Regions from separate parts of the Ovis aries genome. Here region 2 is linked to region 1. Evidence: chromatin contacts called from public Hi-C data. All regions are on one chromosome and are shown on one strand. The core of a region is the stretch at or near the end of the contact, and the rest is flanking DNA. Distances in the headings are between cores, read along the strand shown.

Region 1 (7,172 bases), core at 1,418-3,917:
CATTCCCAGCACCTAGGCTTAAGTTAGTTAATAGTGCACTATAGAATAAATGAACAAATGTGTAAGACACAGCTTAAAAAAGTCACAGATGAACCCAAGTGCAGGATTAAGACAGTGCTACCACTAACAACTACGAAAGAGCAGTTTATGGATGATCATTGGCTATCCTTAGCCACTGGCTTCTTTTTATTTGGGGGAGGAGGACAGGCTTATTAAAGAAAATTAAGGCTACAATTCAATGCCAGATATTAGAAAAGGAACTTGGTAAACATCAACTAAAGGGTTGAAATTTTCCATTTTCAGTTTCCCTCTTTGTTGCTAGAAAATGAAAGCGTGAAGCAAGATTGTCTAAGGGGCAGTACAGCTCTCAGGTTCTGGGGCTCAGGACTGATATGAATTCTCCTGGAATAGCTCTCCAGAGCTTGCAAGCCAGCTCTAGTCCAATATCAAAGACTGTGCTCTTTTCAAATTCTTAGATGCCACACTCCTACCTACCAAGATTGTGGTGTGCCACAACTAACTTTAGCCCCACTCTCCTGGTCTGAAATAGTCACCTAAACCACAGGGGAAAGTATTACCCATGATTTCCTAGATCTATGTAAGGAAGATGCTTCCAAACCCAAATGCTATAAAATTGTATTTACTTGTCCCAACTCCTTCCCACTAGGGTTCAGATCACCCTTTGCCTGCATATGTTTTGCAATACCTGTTGGCTCTTTATCTCTGCCCACTCCTCTAGCATGCTCCCTCCACTTGAGAAATGTAGGCAGCACTTGGCTTCATAAATTTTCAAACTTCTCATCAGCTAATAAAAGGGTGTTTAGAGTTGGCAAAGGAATTATTGCATAGGAATTTCATTTGCCAACTGCCTACCAATAGTTAATTTCCCAGGTGGTCCTTAATTAGATTTATCCACTGAAAGAGAAGGAAGAGGACTAATGATCACCCTTCAGACAGGAAGACTGAGTCTGAGGAAGCTCTCTATAGCACCAAAGACTCCAACTGCATTATTGCAATGGACCAGTGTTTTTGTCTTACATTCGTAGTAAAGTTAGAAGCTCCTTTTAAATCTCTTATAGCAGAAATTCCCATCTGCTATGGTCAACATAATAAATTTTTATAAAGCTAAATATATGCAATATGAAGGACTAGCCTCTACTGTGAGATTAGGCCCTTCCTGAATTTTGTTGTTGCTGTTAAAGAGTTGTGTGCATGTGTGCTTGGTAGTGTCCAGCTCTTTGCAAACCCATGGGATTCTCCAGGCCAGAATAGAGTATTTCTTTTAAAAGTAAAAGGTGGTAACAGAAGATGGTAAGACTTGTTTATGTCTTTACTTGGCACTTTAAAAAGCTGGTAATCCTATACTAATTTCCAAAATACAGTAAAACTGGAAAACGGGGATCCTCATCCCTAAAGTGGTTAGCTCAGCTGGTCACCAAGGAGATGATATCTATGACTACATACATGCATATTTAAATTGATCTCATATGGGTGGAGGGGCTTCTAAACTCTATTCTAAACTCATCATTCTCTACAGATCTCAAGCTGAAGCACAGAAATTAAGCAGGCCCTGTAGATATAGGTTGAATCCGTTCATACAGATTCAAGTTAGGTAGTTTCCTCGGAAATATACCTATCTGCTGCTGCTGCTGCTGCTGCTGCTAAGTCGCTTCAGTCGTGTCCGACTCTATGCGACTCCATAGACCGCTTCCCACCAGGCTCCCCTGTCCCTGGGATTCTCCAGGCACGAATACTGGAGTGGGTTGCCATTTCCTTCTCCAATGCATGAAAGTGAAAAGTGAAAGTGAAGTCGCTCAGTTGTTTCCGACTCTTAGCGACCCCATGGTCAGCAGCCTACCAGGCTCCTCCATCCATGGGGTTTTCCAGGCAAGAGTACTGGAGTGGGGTGCCATTGCTTTCTCCAATACCTACCTGAGAAACCCTCAACTATATATGCAATATTCTGAGATGGGTATTGGTCCTTTGCCTCAATAACAACTTTATTAAAAGGATTTTACTGTATTCCATTCACAAGGACACCCGGACAGTGATGGGCACAAAGCAAGTGTTCAGTAATTACTTATTTTCAACAGTATCCTAGAAGCTGGGGATACTGATCCTGAAAAGGCTCCACTTAAAACGGAGGGAAACGCGTTGGGCATTCTCTCGGGGCTCCCCTGGGCTCCACTTGTGATGGAGGAACTAGCGGTCACCTGTGAACCCCGTGGCTGAAGAGTAAGGCAAAGGCGGGGCCGACGGGACGGGTGAATGGCTCTGCAATCCCGTCCGCGCGCGTAGGGTGACTTTTCCCGGCTAGGACTTTGCCTAGGGAGTGGGAACTGTACCAGGCGCCGGCGTCCAGCCCTCTGGCTGTAACGGGATGCCGTGCAGCAGGCAAGTGCCTCTGCCCCCTGGCGCCCGTTCCCCCGGCTTCGGATGAAATTGTGACCCATCGCCCCCTTCCCAGCCCTTGGAACCCGGCCCTATCGCTCCGGGCGCGCAGCCTATCACGTGGCGCGGCGGTGATGGGGGGGCGGGGGGACCGCGGCTCCGCGGTTATTGGTGGACGGCTTTCGTCTCGGGCGCGCCCATTGGCTGCGGGGGGCGTTCACGGGAAAGGGGGGTCTGGGAAGGGGTCCCGAGTTAGGAGAGGTGGCCTGAAAGTTAAAGAGAGCCGCGCGGCGGCTGGGAGTTAGAGTCCCAGGTGAGGGGCAGCAGGGAGGAGGCGGGCGGGCTGGTCTAGCGCACGGACGGATGCGGCTGCCCGCGGAGGGCGCCCACCTGAGCCCCGGGCCCCGCTCCTGCTGTCGCCGCCGCTGCCCCTGCCACCTTGGCTGGGATGCTGCCGCAGGCTGGCGCCTCTGCACTTCGGGGCTTATGAGCTGTACCAGGTACGTCCCCCAGCAAGCCCGCAAGGCCCGGTGCCCTACCGCAGAAACGGCGACGAGGGCACGCATCAGGGACCCTCTCTGGTTCCTGCCGCACACACTTTCTCAGGCCAGCTTGCAGTTACACTCTGGGCATGGGACACTGTAGAAGGGCTTGAGGAAACTGTTGCTTCCTCGTGGAGAGGGCAATGCAGGGACCAGAGGTTGGATGGAGCCTGGCCGCACCCACGTGATGCACCGGTTGGGGGTCCTGGTCATGATGGGAGGCTGGGGCTGGGAGTCCAGACCACTTTTGGTCCCTACTGTGCCGAGTTCGAACCTGACACTAGGCTTTTCCGCCTGGGAACCGACACTCCTAGAGCTGAGCCCTGGGATCTTGAGCACAAGGGAAAGTCGCGGCGTCTCTCACCCCGCCTCGATTGCCCGTTACAACGTAGGGAAACACACTGGGTGATCTCTCAGGTCGCCGAGGGCTACGGAACACGGATCCGCACCGGCGGCTGGGGCCACTCTGAGCCGAGCCACCTCGGGTCCCCGGCCCCCAGACGGGCCGTCCTGGGCCGGCGGGGTCGAGGTGGCCGCGCGGGGACGCTCTCGTGGCGCCTCTCCGTCCGGGGTGGCCCCGCCGCCCCGCCCTGGTATGATAACTAGGGCTCCTCCTCCTCGTCGTCTTCCTCCCCCTGCCGGTCACAACTCCGGGAACCCAGCCCAAGCCCTGCCTCCCGGACACACACCGAGGCTCACGTAGTCTGGTGGCGGCAGCTTCCCCTGCCACCTCCCTCCGGGTTCTCCGATGCGGCGAGCCAGCTGGAAAGGGGGCTTCCCCGCGGCCCCACAGGGGGGGCCCCCCCCCCCCCCGCCCAGGCGAAGGATCTCGGGGAGGTGTTGGGGGCGGGATGCAGCCCGGGCCTGGCTGGACCCAGGAGACAGTGACCTGTGGGATCTTCGAAGCCAGGACGCCCTGGCCTGCCCCCGTGTCCTGTTCCAGCCACCCTTTTGAGTCCAGAGAAAGAGGTGTGGAAGCGACTCAGTGCAAAAGAGGGAGCAGAGAGCCCAGAACATACTAGAAGGTTTGGGCTTTCTCCTGGTATTGTTTGCTGCAGAAGAGGAGGAAATTGAGAACCTGGAGAGTTGCTAGAAGATGTTGGGGCCTGTGGTCTGTGTGGCCAGGCCTCCCTGGGAGACCCACGGCCCAGGAGAAGCCAGAGGAAGGCCTTCAGGCTGGGGTGCAGAGGAGAAGAGGAAATGGTTCATTTGGCAGGGTTGTCCAGGAGCCAAGACTGAAGTGAAGACAGCTGGAGGATTTACCCCAAAAGTAAAGTTGAGGTATTTAGGGAAAAGTTAGGGGAAAGAAGAACCATCAGGCAGTATTGGCAACCCAGAATGTCAGAGCTCAAAGGGATCTCAGGGGAGAAGCTCAAGCCCAGAGAGGTTGAGTAATTTGCCCTGAGTGCCACAGCGTCATGTAGGCGGTCCTAGGCCAGTGCGCTATATTTCATATTGGACACTTTTAGATGCAGACACTGGGCCATTTTAACTTATCTCTTTCCTATAATATGTAACTTCATCCACAGATATTTATCTCAGAGATGCTTTGGATGGTGGTGACAGAATAAAGGAGTCCAAGTGGCATCTAGGGCTGTGAATAACGGCCCCATGGTCAGAGAACCATGGGAAAGATGCCAACTTTGTTCACACTATGGCAGCCAAACCTTTTGGGAGCAAATAGAGAAATGCCAAAAGGGGTAGGTGACCATGTCTTTAAAACAAAAATTATACCTGGTAACTTGGTTGTGAATGCTTACCTTCACAATGTAGCTTCAGTGTTCCTGGTGAGTTATTGGTGTGTCTGATATTTCTGTCTTTTCTTATCAGGGTGCAAGAGAATGGGGGAGGCAATGTGTTGGCCTCAATACAAAAGAAAAAGATTTGCCTTCTATAAAAGGCACAGCCAGAGAGTCAGTAGTTCAGCTGCTTGAAACTGTGAAGGTTATAGGGTTATTTTCTGTACAAGTTGATAGACTTTAGAGAAAAATCACCATGACGTGTAACCCTCGCAAGCTATCTTGAGAGGGTGTGTTGTTTGTCACTAGTGGAACAGGGAAAGCTTTTATGCAAAACTCTCCATGTTCTCTCTAATTTGCATGGAGTGTTAGGGTTTGTCCTCTTTTTGACCAGAAACACTGAAATGTACCCTTAGACACGTCCAGTCTCTCATGGGGCAAGACGGATCTCCTAAGCATCTATTTGGAAGCAAAAGTTTTGAGAATCCCTGCTGGTCTGAGTAACAGCTACTCACAGTCTCATGACCTTGTCCTGCAAAGAACTGGTATCCAGGTCCAATGTCATCTCTGCTGGTTCAGTTGAGTGTCCACATCTCCTTCTGGTTTTTTTCCCCCGACCAACCTTGGTGACTCATATTACCTGACTTGGGCGAGGGAAAGGGCAGAGCTCCCAAAGAGTCTGTCAGAAGAGAGGGCGTGAGTACAGCCCAGTGCATCCTGTGTTGGAACTGATCATTTTCATGCCATTTAAGGATTAAAACACCTGCCCAGGTGCCTGCCTTTCAGGGACTTAGGAAGCTCTGATTACCTTGCATGTCTCCAGGGACAGGAGTGCGTCTGGGTGTGGGTCATCGTGGTCAGGGTCCATCAGGGAATTTCTGAGCAGAAGATCAGGAAGGCTTATACCGCACCAGCACTTTGGTGCACCAGTTCTTGGAGAATGATCTGGTGAATAAAAACTGGAATCTACCTGTGAGGACCGACAAGGGAGACAAGAGTCAGACTGCACCCTCTGTTGAGGCCGCAGGGGTTAGTGACCTCCCCTCTAGCACTGGCGACACCGAAGTGAAGGGATTCTGGGCCGGAGCCCAAGAGGAATGCCTGGGCCCCCAGGTGGTTCACCTTCCTTTTGCCTTTCATGGAGAAAGTCACACAACCAATTCCACTCTAGAAAGTGCCAGTGGAATTGTTTGCTAATTCCAGTCCACAGTGCCAGTGGAGTCTGGCTCTGACTCCAGCCTCACCTCCTCAACTCCCCAACCCCCCGTTCTTAAAGCTCGGTGATAAAAGGGATCGCAGGGGTACATTTATACCTCTGGGTCCAAATACTGAAACTTTACCAAGGCTTTCAACTAAGCCTCTCCAACAGGCCGGTTTAGAACTTGAGAGCAATTGCAGTCGACTTCAAGCGTGCAATTGCTTTTGCTGATCCCCTTGTGTTAGAATTCTGTTTCGACAACATTTTGAGAGCTCCCCAAACATTTTCTAATGATCTGTTATAAGGTTGTGCGGGAAAGCACGCATGAGGGTGGTTTGCAGGCCTGCTGGACGCACGTAGAGAGCCTGCAGTTGACCTTGTGCTGACTCAGGCCAGGAGGAAGCTGCTGTGGTCAAGGAGGAACCCCTCCTCCCTTAGTTCATACCCAGGTTGTCAGGGGTGGGCAGAGGAGGAAGGGCTGAGATGCGCAGCTTTGCCTGCTGTTTGGTTATTTTGAATTAACAATTCATTAAAAAAACAAAAGCTACCTGTGTTAAAAGTAGAACCGAATGATTCCAGTGCATTCTAACAGAGTTTTGCAATGAACAGAGGAAAAGAAAAATTGAAATACTTGTTAAGTATAGGGTTTTTTGGTGTTTGTTTGTTTTACATTGAACCCCTTAGTGAACCCCCCACTGACATTTTTTTTTTTTAACTCTCTTGCCCAGTTCAGTCAGAACTTGCCTTTCCGGAACAATTGCATGGGTGTGAGAAACAGTAACACATATATCCTTTAAAATGCATCTTGATGGGTACTTTCTGGCTATAAATTAAGATAAAAGCATTTAGAAAGGTTGGGCCATTTCAGACTAATACAGGTACTTGTGTTATTATTGTTTTGTCTCTGAACGTGTGGGTTTCTCCACTTGGTCATCACTAAGTGATTCCTACATCCCGACAAAGTGCTATTTTCTTTTGTTTGTTTTGGAAAATGGGATCAAACCCAATATGTCTTCATACTTTCTCATTTTTATTTATATATTTGATCATCAAAATCAGAAGCTGAAGAGCAGATATTATTTATGGGTCTGGTATTATTTGTGAGACCAGTGATCTCCACTCTTGTCAGAAGATGAGCAACATGTTGCCAGTCTTTCTCCTGAACTACCAGCATCAATCTACAGCGTAGCACCCCTCCATGGAGGGGAGATGAGGGGAGGCCTGAGAGTTGGTACCCCAACATACCACCACTCACTGTTGCCACACTAAAGCCTTTGCCATGCAGGAAGATGTGATTGGCAA
Region 2 (7,172 bases), core at 2,801-5,300, 140 kb before region 1:
CCATGCTCTCCCTCTTGTGATCGGGGTCAGACATTTGTAAGATCTTTGGTCCATGTCTGAGTGGTCTAAATTCAAAGACTAGAACTTTCCTCTGCAGAATAGAACTTTTACTCAGTGCAGTGGAAGGGTAGTGTTGACCTTCTAGCTCTATGCACTAACAGAATGAAATAATCATTCAGAGGAAGAACATTGCGTCCAGTTAGAAATGACAGTGCTCTTCATCTGCAGTGGGAAAAGATTTCTCAAGATCACAACAATGAAATAACAAACGTGAAGTGTAGCCCTGCAGGGATGTGGCCATGGGGGCAGCTGACACCTTGGGAAACACAGGATGTGGCAGACAATAAGCTGGTCCGGAGTCAGAATCTGCAGTGCCGGGCTCAGCTCTGTACACCAGCCATCTTCCTGAAAAGCTCCCACCCTTTCTGGCTCACATAGCCCTTCTTGTCAAAAGAAGGTACAAGGTTCATTCACATCACTACAACTGACTCAATTTCATTCCTTTTTCTGGTTGAGCTAAAAAAAGAAAGGTATATTAATACATATATATGTAATCTAGAAAGATGGTACTGATGAACCTATTTGCAGGGCAAGAATAGAGACGCAAATGTGAGAATGGACTTACGGACCCAGCGTGGGACAAACTGAGAGAGCGGCACTGACATTTATGTTCTACCATGTGTAGCACATGGGGCTTCCCTGGGGCTCAGCTGGTAAAGCATCCGCCTGCAATGCCAGAGACCTGGGTTCGATCCGTGGGTTGGGAAGATCCCCTGGAGAAGGGCATGGCAACTCACTCCAGGACTCTTGCCTGGAGAATCCCCATGGACAGAGGTGTCTGGCAGGCTACAGTCCATGGGGTCACAAAGAGCTGGACACGATTGAGTGACCAAGCACATATGTAACCCAGATAGCTAATGGGAAGCTGCTGCAAAGCATAGGTGCTTAACTAAGTGCTATGTGATGACCTAGAGGGGTGGGATGGGGGACTGGGAGGGAAGCTCAAGAGGGAGGGGATATGTGTATTCTTGGGGCTGATTCACATTGTTGTACAGCAGAAACTAGCACAACAAATTGTAATGCAATTATATTCCAATTAAAAAAAAAGTTAAAAAAAAGACAGAAGGTATGAAGTAGAAGTAGGAAAAAAAAAGAAAAAGAAGGTTCTTCTATCTAAGTCCCTTGTTCTAAAGTGCTGCATTTATTTCATCACATTTTCACACAGTATGAACAAAAGCAACGTTTATTACATCAGTGCTGCCTCTTGCATGGGTATATCTGAATCTGGCTGCTTTTATTATTCTAGTCTAGATCGTGGTACCGATCTGCCGTTTCTTTTAGAAAATTCTTTACAAGTGCAGACCATGAGACAGACTCTTTGTTCTCTCCTGTTTTCATCCTGGCTTCATTCTGAGCCTCTTCTAATATTCTTAAACAAGGAATGAGGACAAGGAAACATAAAAAGAGACATACATGGAGAAACAGGGATGTGACCCTTCACCAGAGAGAGAAAGAGCCAGAAACCAGCGCCCCATGAAAATGGATGTTAGTGCCTTGAACACTATGTTTCAATATTCCCCTTTGTAGATGACAATGACAAAGCCAGCTTACCTTATTAGAGTATTATGGGAGAAGTAGGATACAACTTAAAAGCCCATCATCAACAAAGTACTGTTGATGTGCTCATTGTCGCAGGTAACATTAATTGCCTCTTACCTGGGCAGTAGTGGTCCCCAAATAAAGGTCTTAACCATTCATCTTGCAGGAGCTGCACCCAAGCAGCACTGGGTGGGGAGGCAGGGTGGTCTGCTCTGGGTCTCATCATGAGGACCCAATGAACCTCTTGGGCCAACTTGAGGCTGAAGGTTGGCCTCCAGTTTAAGACGACTAAGCAGTGAGCATGGATACTCCAGTCTAGACAACAAATAGTTCAGTAAATGGCAAGATATTCCAGGAGCTCTTGAACAAGATGACCCATGGGCTGGGGTTCAAGTTATTTTATAATAGGGGCCACAAGTGATGCTGAAGCTGAAGCTCCAATAATTTGGCCACTTGATGTAAAGAACTGACTCATTAGAAAAGACCCTGATGCTAGGAAAGATTAAAGGCAGGAGGAGAAGGGGATGACAGAGGATGAGATGGTTGGATGGCATCACCAATTCGATGAACATGAGTCTGAGCAAACTCTGGGAGTTAGTGATGGACAGGGAAGCCTGGCATACTGCAGTCCATGGGGTCGCAAAGAGTCAGACACGACTGAGCGACTGAACTGGACTGAGCTAAGTGTTAAGTCACTGGCTTGAATAATTTTGAAGGTTAAAAGATGAAAACACACTACCCTGGAGTTTAAAACTTACATAGAAATTAGTACGGTATGGATGGGCTGGAGGAGGCATGGCAATCCACTCCAGTATTCATGTCTGCAGAATCCCATGGACAGAGGAGCCTGGTGGGTTACGGTCCATGGGGTCCCATAGAGCCAGACATGACTGATGCTAACACACACACACATATATGGATGGAAGCTGTTTTATTTTACCTTAAGGACTCTGGGAGATGGGCAAGGCAAGTGTTATGCCTCCGTTGTTTCAATAGGTGGGAATGTGGGCTGCAGAGGTTACAACTCTTCCAAGTAACACAGAACTTGTCTTTAGTTTGATTGGTTCTTTAGAGTCAGACATGACTGAGTGACTGAAATGAACAAGTCAGAAAATACCATGAGGATATTTATTTATTTATATTCACAGACTATCAAATAAATAAACATCCTCATAGTATTTTCTGACTTGTCGCCCCCTATTAGTGAAATAAATTGAACCCAAGCCCATTGACCATCTTGTTTAAGAACTCCTAGATGTATATTTATTTATATTCACAGACTATCCAGGGTTTCCGTGGTGGATCAGATGGTAAAGAATCTGCCTGCAATGCAGAAGACCCTGGTTCGATCCCTGGGTTGGGATGATCCCCTGGAGAAGGGAATGGCAACCTACTGCAGTATTCTTGCTTGGAGAATTCCATGGACGAAAGAGCCTGGCAGACTACTGACCATGGGTTGCAGAGTTAGATGCAACTGAGCGACAATCACTTTCACAGACTATCCATATATATTTATTAATATTTATTTATATTTAGATTTTTCACAGCCACTGAAGGCTGATCCTGCTTCCAGTCCTCACCTGCAGTTTGTCTCGATCAGAGGTTTGCAAACCAGGATTTTTGTTTGTTTGTTTGTTTGTTTTGTGTGTGTCTGCAGGCCAGGAGCTGAGAATAATTTTTGCATTTTTAAAGGTTTTTTTTTTTTTTTAAAAAACCACACACACACACACACACACACACACACACACACACAAACATACACAAGACCATGCAATAGAGGCCTTACATGATACCTTACATGATATACAAAGTCAGAAATATTTACCACCTGGTTCTTTGCAGAAAAGCTTGCCCACCCTGGGTTTCGAGGCCTTCTTGGTCTGTCATGTATGGCATGAATTATGGCTGTTCTTTCATTGCATCCTTACAGCCACCCTGGGAAGTAGGTAGGGCAGCCATTTACATGTCCATTTTAACGGTGAGGACACAGAAGCTTGGAACAGTTACATAACTACACCGAGGTCATGGTCACAGTGCCGAGGCCAGTTCTCCTCATTTCCCACCCAGGACTCTTATCAGAAAATCACAGAATCACTGACCCAGCTCATCTTCACAGGGGGCGGAAAAGAAGGTTGAATTGCATCCAAATCGGTTTGAGGGTACTGGGTCTGTCCACCCTTTCTTAGCAGGCAGCTCATTGGGGGAAATTATCATGAAGATGATTTGGAAATGCTGGGAATGTTTAACTAGCCTCGTTAGAGATTTTGGCAGGTCAGGCAAGAGCATGCATCCTCCCCAGCATCCCATGGCTTTGCTTGGAGCCAATAGGGCCCTGCAGTCGGACGCCTGCTCCTTCTTTCCCTCTCCCCACCATTCGCTCCCCTATGTGCCCCGAGTGCACGCTGTGCAGAGCAGCTGGGGGGATGAATGCCCACATTATCCCCCAGGCCTGTCAGCAGCCACAAACCCGGGCAGCTGGTGTGGGGCCTGTGTCCCTGGTGTAAACAGCCGGCCAGCCTGAGTAGCGGCTTGTTCTCTTTGCTGATGCCGGGCCAGGTCTCCCCGATGCTAGGAGCCCCCTCCCACCCTACCCCACCCCGCCGCCCTGGGGCTGAAGAGAAGAGGGACTTTGTGCCCTTAATTCAGACCTTAATCCTCTTGAATGCTACCAAGGTAGAGACACTCATGGGATGGGTCTCTGAGTCACCCACAGGCAGGAGGGGCTGACGGTAGGCTGGCTGCCTGTCGGGGTGGATTTAGGAAGTTTGGACACAAATGGTCAGAGGCTGGACTGCACGTCCAAGCCTTCAAATGTCTTCCTGCTGGTCTCCTGTGGAGAGACAGGGTGCATTCTTAGAGACAGGTTGTTAAGAGGCAAATCTGTGCAGCCATTGCCAACTTGGTGACTCGGGTCACTGAGTAATTGAGTTCCTACTAGGCAGAGACCTGGCTCCTCGGGAGGGAGGAGAAGGTGACAAGATGAAGACAGGCAGGAATGTGTCCCCGCTGACCAAGTCAGAGCCTGAGCACACTCGAGATACACACGAAGACCAAAGGCAGGAGGTCCAGGTCTGGGAGGGGAGGTCACTGCACTGAGGGGCTGGCTCTCTTTACATCTGCCTTTGATTGGCCCTCTCAGGTCCTGTTTCCACAATGACTCAAGCCTATGGCCAGACGCTTCCCTGGTGGTCCAGGGGTTATGACTTCACTGTCCAACGAAGGGGGTGTGTGTTCAATCCCTGGTCAGGGACCTAAGGTTCCACATGCCTAGAGGCCAAAAATCCAAAACATAATCCAGAAGCAATATTGTAACAAATTCTATAAAGACTTTAAAAATGGTCCATCCACATAAAAAAAAAATTAAAAAAACCCAGCCAACCCTAAAGGCCAGTCTCCCCCTGCATTCTCATACAAGTCCCCATCTCCTCCGATCACCCCAAAGCTGCCTCATCTCCCTCTGTCACTATCACGGGGGTCCTTAGACACATCCACGTTGGAAATCTGCAGGTCTTATCAGAAGGAGCAAGTGGAACTTTAGCTCTTTCTGTAGGACTTGTCCTTACCGTGCATTTCTCAGGGTCCTTCTTTCTTTGGACCTTGAGTTATAGTTCTCAGAGCCCCATCCCACTTTAGATTGAGAGCCACTTGAGAGACTACTCCATCTGACTTAGCACAAACATGGTCCCTTGCCCCTGGGAGACATGCAATAAATTTGGAGCCGTTGCAGTGTTTTCCTCATGATTCTTCTGGCCAAATGCTAAGAAAAACTTTAAAAAACCTAGGTAAGGGCCAGCGAGGGGATTAAAGGCAGCTCTAAATCTAAAAGCGACACTTCCTAGTCCAGAACTTTTTTTAAAAATTAATGTTCTTCAGGACACCAGGTTGCATCAGACGTTTACAGACATTTCCAAACTCCTGAGCAATGCACTCGTCCCGGACTGCTGCCAGTGCAAACACTGCAACCATCAGGGAGAAGAAAGAGTCTTCTTTTCCTTCCAGAGTCATTCACGTATAAAGATCAATTAAGATCGACAGAAGACAAGCCTTAGGAAGGCGTTCACCATGCTTTAGCTCTGAAACCACATTTTTCCTTCTCAGTTGTCTACTTTGGAGGTCCCTGATTCTACTTGCCAAGAGGGAACCTGCTGTGTCTGCTTATTTGCTGAATCACTTCTGATTGAACTCAGCAAATAGCAACAAAGAGCTATTTTAATGAGATTTGAAAGTTTAGCAGTGAAAATTGGAAATCACAGCCCATCAGACTATCCAACCACTTGAAACTAACCCACTGAAATATTCTTGTCACTCGCAGGAGTTCTCTTTCTGGCATATATACACCAAATCTTCTTTGTCCATTCATCCACTGGTAGACACTTAGCTTGTTTCCTTGTCTTGACTTTTGTAAAAAAAAAAAAAAATGCTGCAATGATGGGAGAGCAGGTCCCTCTTTCAGATCTTCTTTTCATTTCCTTTGGATATACACACAGAAGTGGGATGGCTTGGTCATATGGAAATTCAATTTTTAATTTCTTGATGAAACTCCATACTACTTCCCATAGTGGCAGCACCAATTGACACAGAAGGTGCCTCTTGATCTCCAACAAAATGAGATTAAGATAGAAGCACTCCACCCTTCTTCTCCCCATATTCTTCTCATTTTCTGACAGCTGGAATTTGTTTTTACACTGTTGAGGTTGATCGTATTACATTTTTTTCCTATAACCATATTTAGGTCTTCTGTGTTCTATCAGGCTGATTTCTCAAAGTGGGAAACCAGTCAACTTTATGTTAATATAAACTGAAAGCATTAATATATTAATCAATTTTCCCCCATACACACTGAGGCAGATGCTGTGCCAAGATTCTGTCGATACTATGGTCCCCAAATCAGGAAGCGTGTGCTAGGTGGTTGGATTCCATTCATGACCCTTTCAGAGTAGCTATCATGCCACTGTTTTATGAGGCTTGTTGACAAGCAGGCATCACTTTCGTTGAGCAGAAAGAAGAGTCTGGCTAGGAGGCTCTCAAGGGTCAAAAACTGTGTGTGTGGGGGTGTTTACTCGAGCAATTTTTAGAGTGTTTACTCTAAAAGTGCTACTTCTCAGAAAGGATGTCAATAACTGGAGAAAAAGAGCTCTGAGTTTTGCTTGGCTGTCAAGGGTCCAGACTCAGAGGTGGGTGAGGAGCCTGTAAGGTACCACCAACTGGCTCGTGCATCTGCAGACAATTGGAATTCTCTCCTCTGCCACCCCATCCCCCACCCCCACCACCATTCTGCAGTATGGCTTCTGAGATCTGATTATCCATCAATGGGCTTTTATTCCCTTCTTCTGAAAATGTGTTGGGGTCTGTCCTTCACTGTCTCTTCCAGTTATCTTGACTGTTAAGTTTATCCCTGTGTTTTTATTTTACTGAGGTCTCTGGAAGAAGGAGAAAACCACAGCTGCAAGCATGCAGCTCCTGATTATAACATAGTTCAGTTTTATTATAAAGAGAAATTTCAAACAATCCAGAAAATATATATAAAAAGCAAAGGAAAACTCCATAAAAACCTGCAACTTGGAGGTAACCCC

What was found. A called contact is a pair of places that touch in the nucleus more often than the background predicts.
Region 2: a contact with region 1 is called in a Hi-C map of liver, with 5 times the contacts expected there. The contact joins the enhancer-like site here to the promoter of PPP1R3B in region 1. A contact is called at or near these places in 5 of 16 Hi-C or Micro-C datasets (liver, mixed tissues, muscle and 2 more).

The regions. Positions count from the first base shown.
Region 1 is chr26:24,330,781-24,337,952 of ARS-UI_Ramb_v3.0, reverse strand. PPP1R3B (protein phosphatase 1 regulatory subunit 3B) reads left to right here and starts at 2,667. Exons shown (of 2, transcript XM_012105852.4): 1 at 2,667-2,891. The coding sequence starts at 2,755.
Region 2 is chr26:24,469,464-24,476,635 of ARS-UI_Ramb_v3.0, reverse strand. No RefSeq gene overlaps it. Among named protein-coding and RNA genes, the nearest start is that of PPP1R3B, 140 kb to the right of the region's middle. Within about 2 kb of position 4,050, at least 10 of the 54 cell types and tissues checked have an H3K27ac peak or open chromatin away from gene starts, as enhancers often do. A contact at or near this core is called in liver, where this site is marked.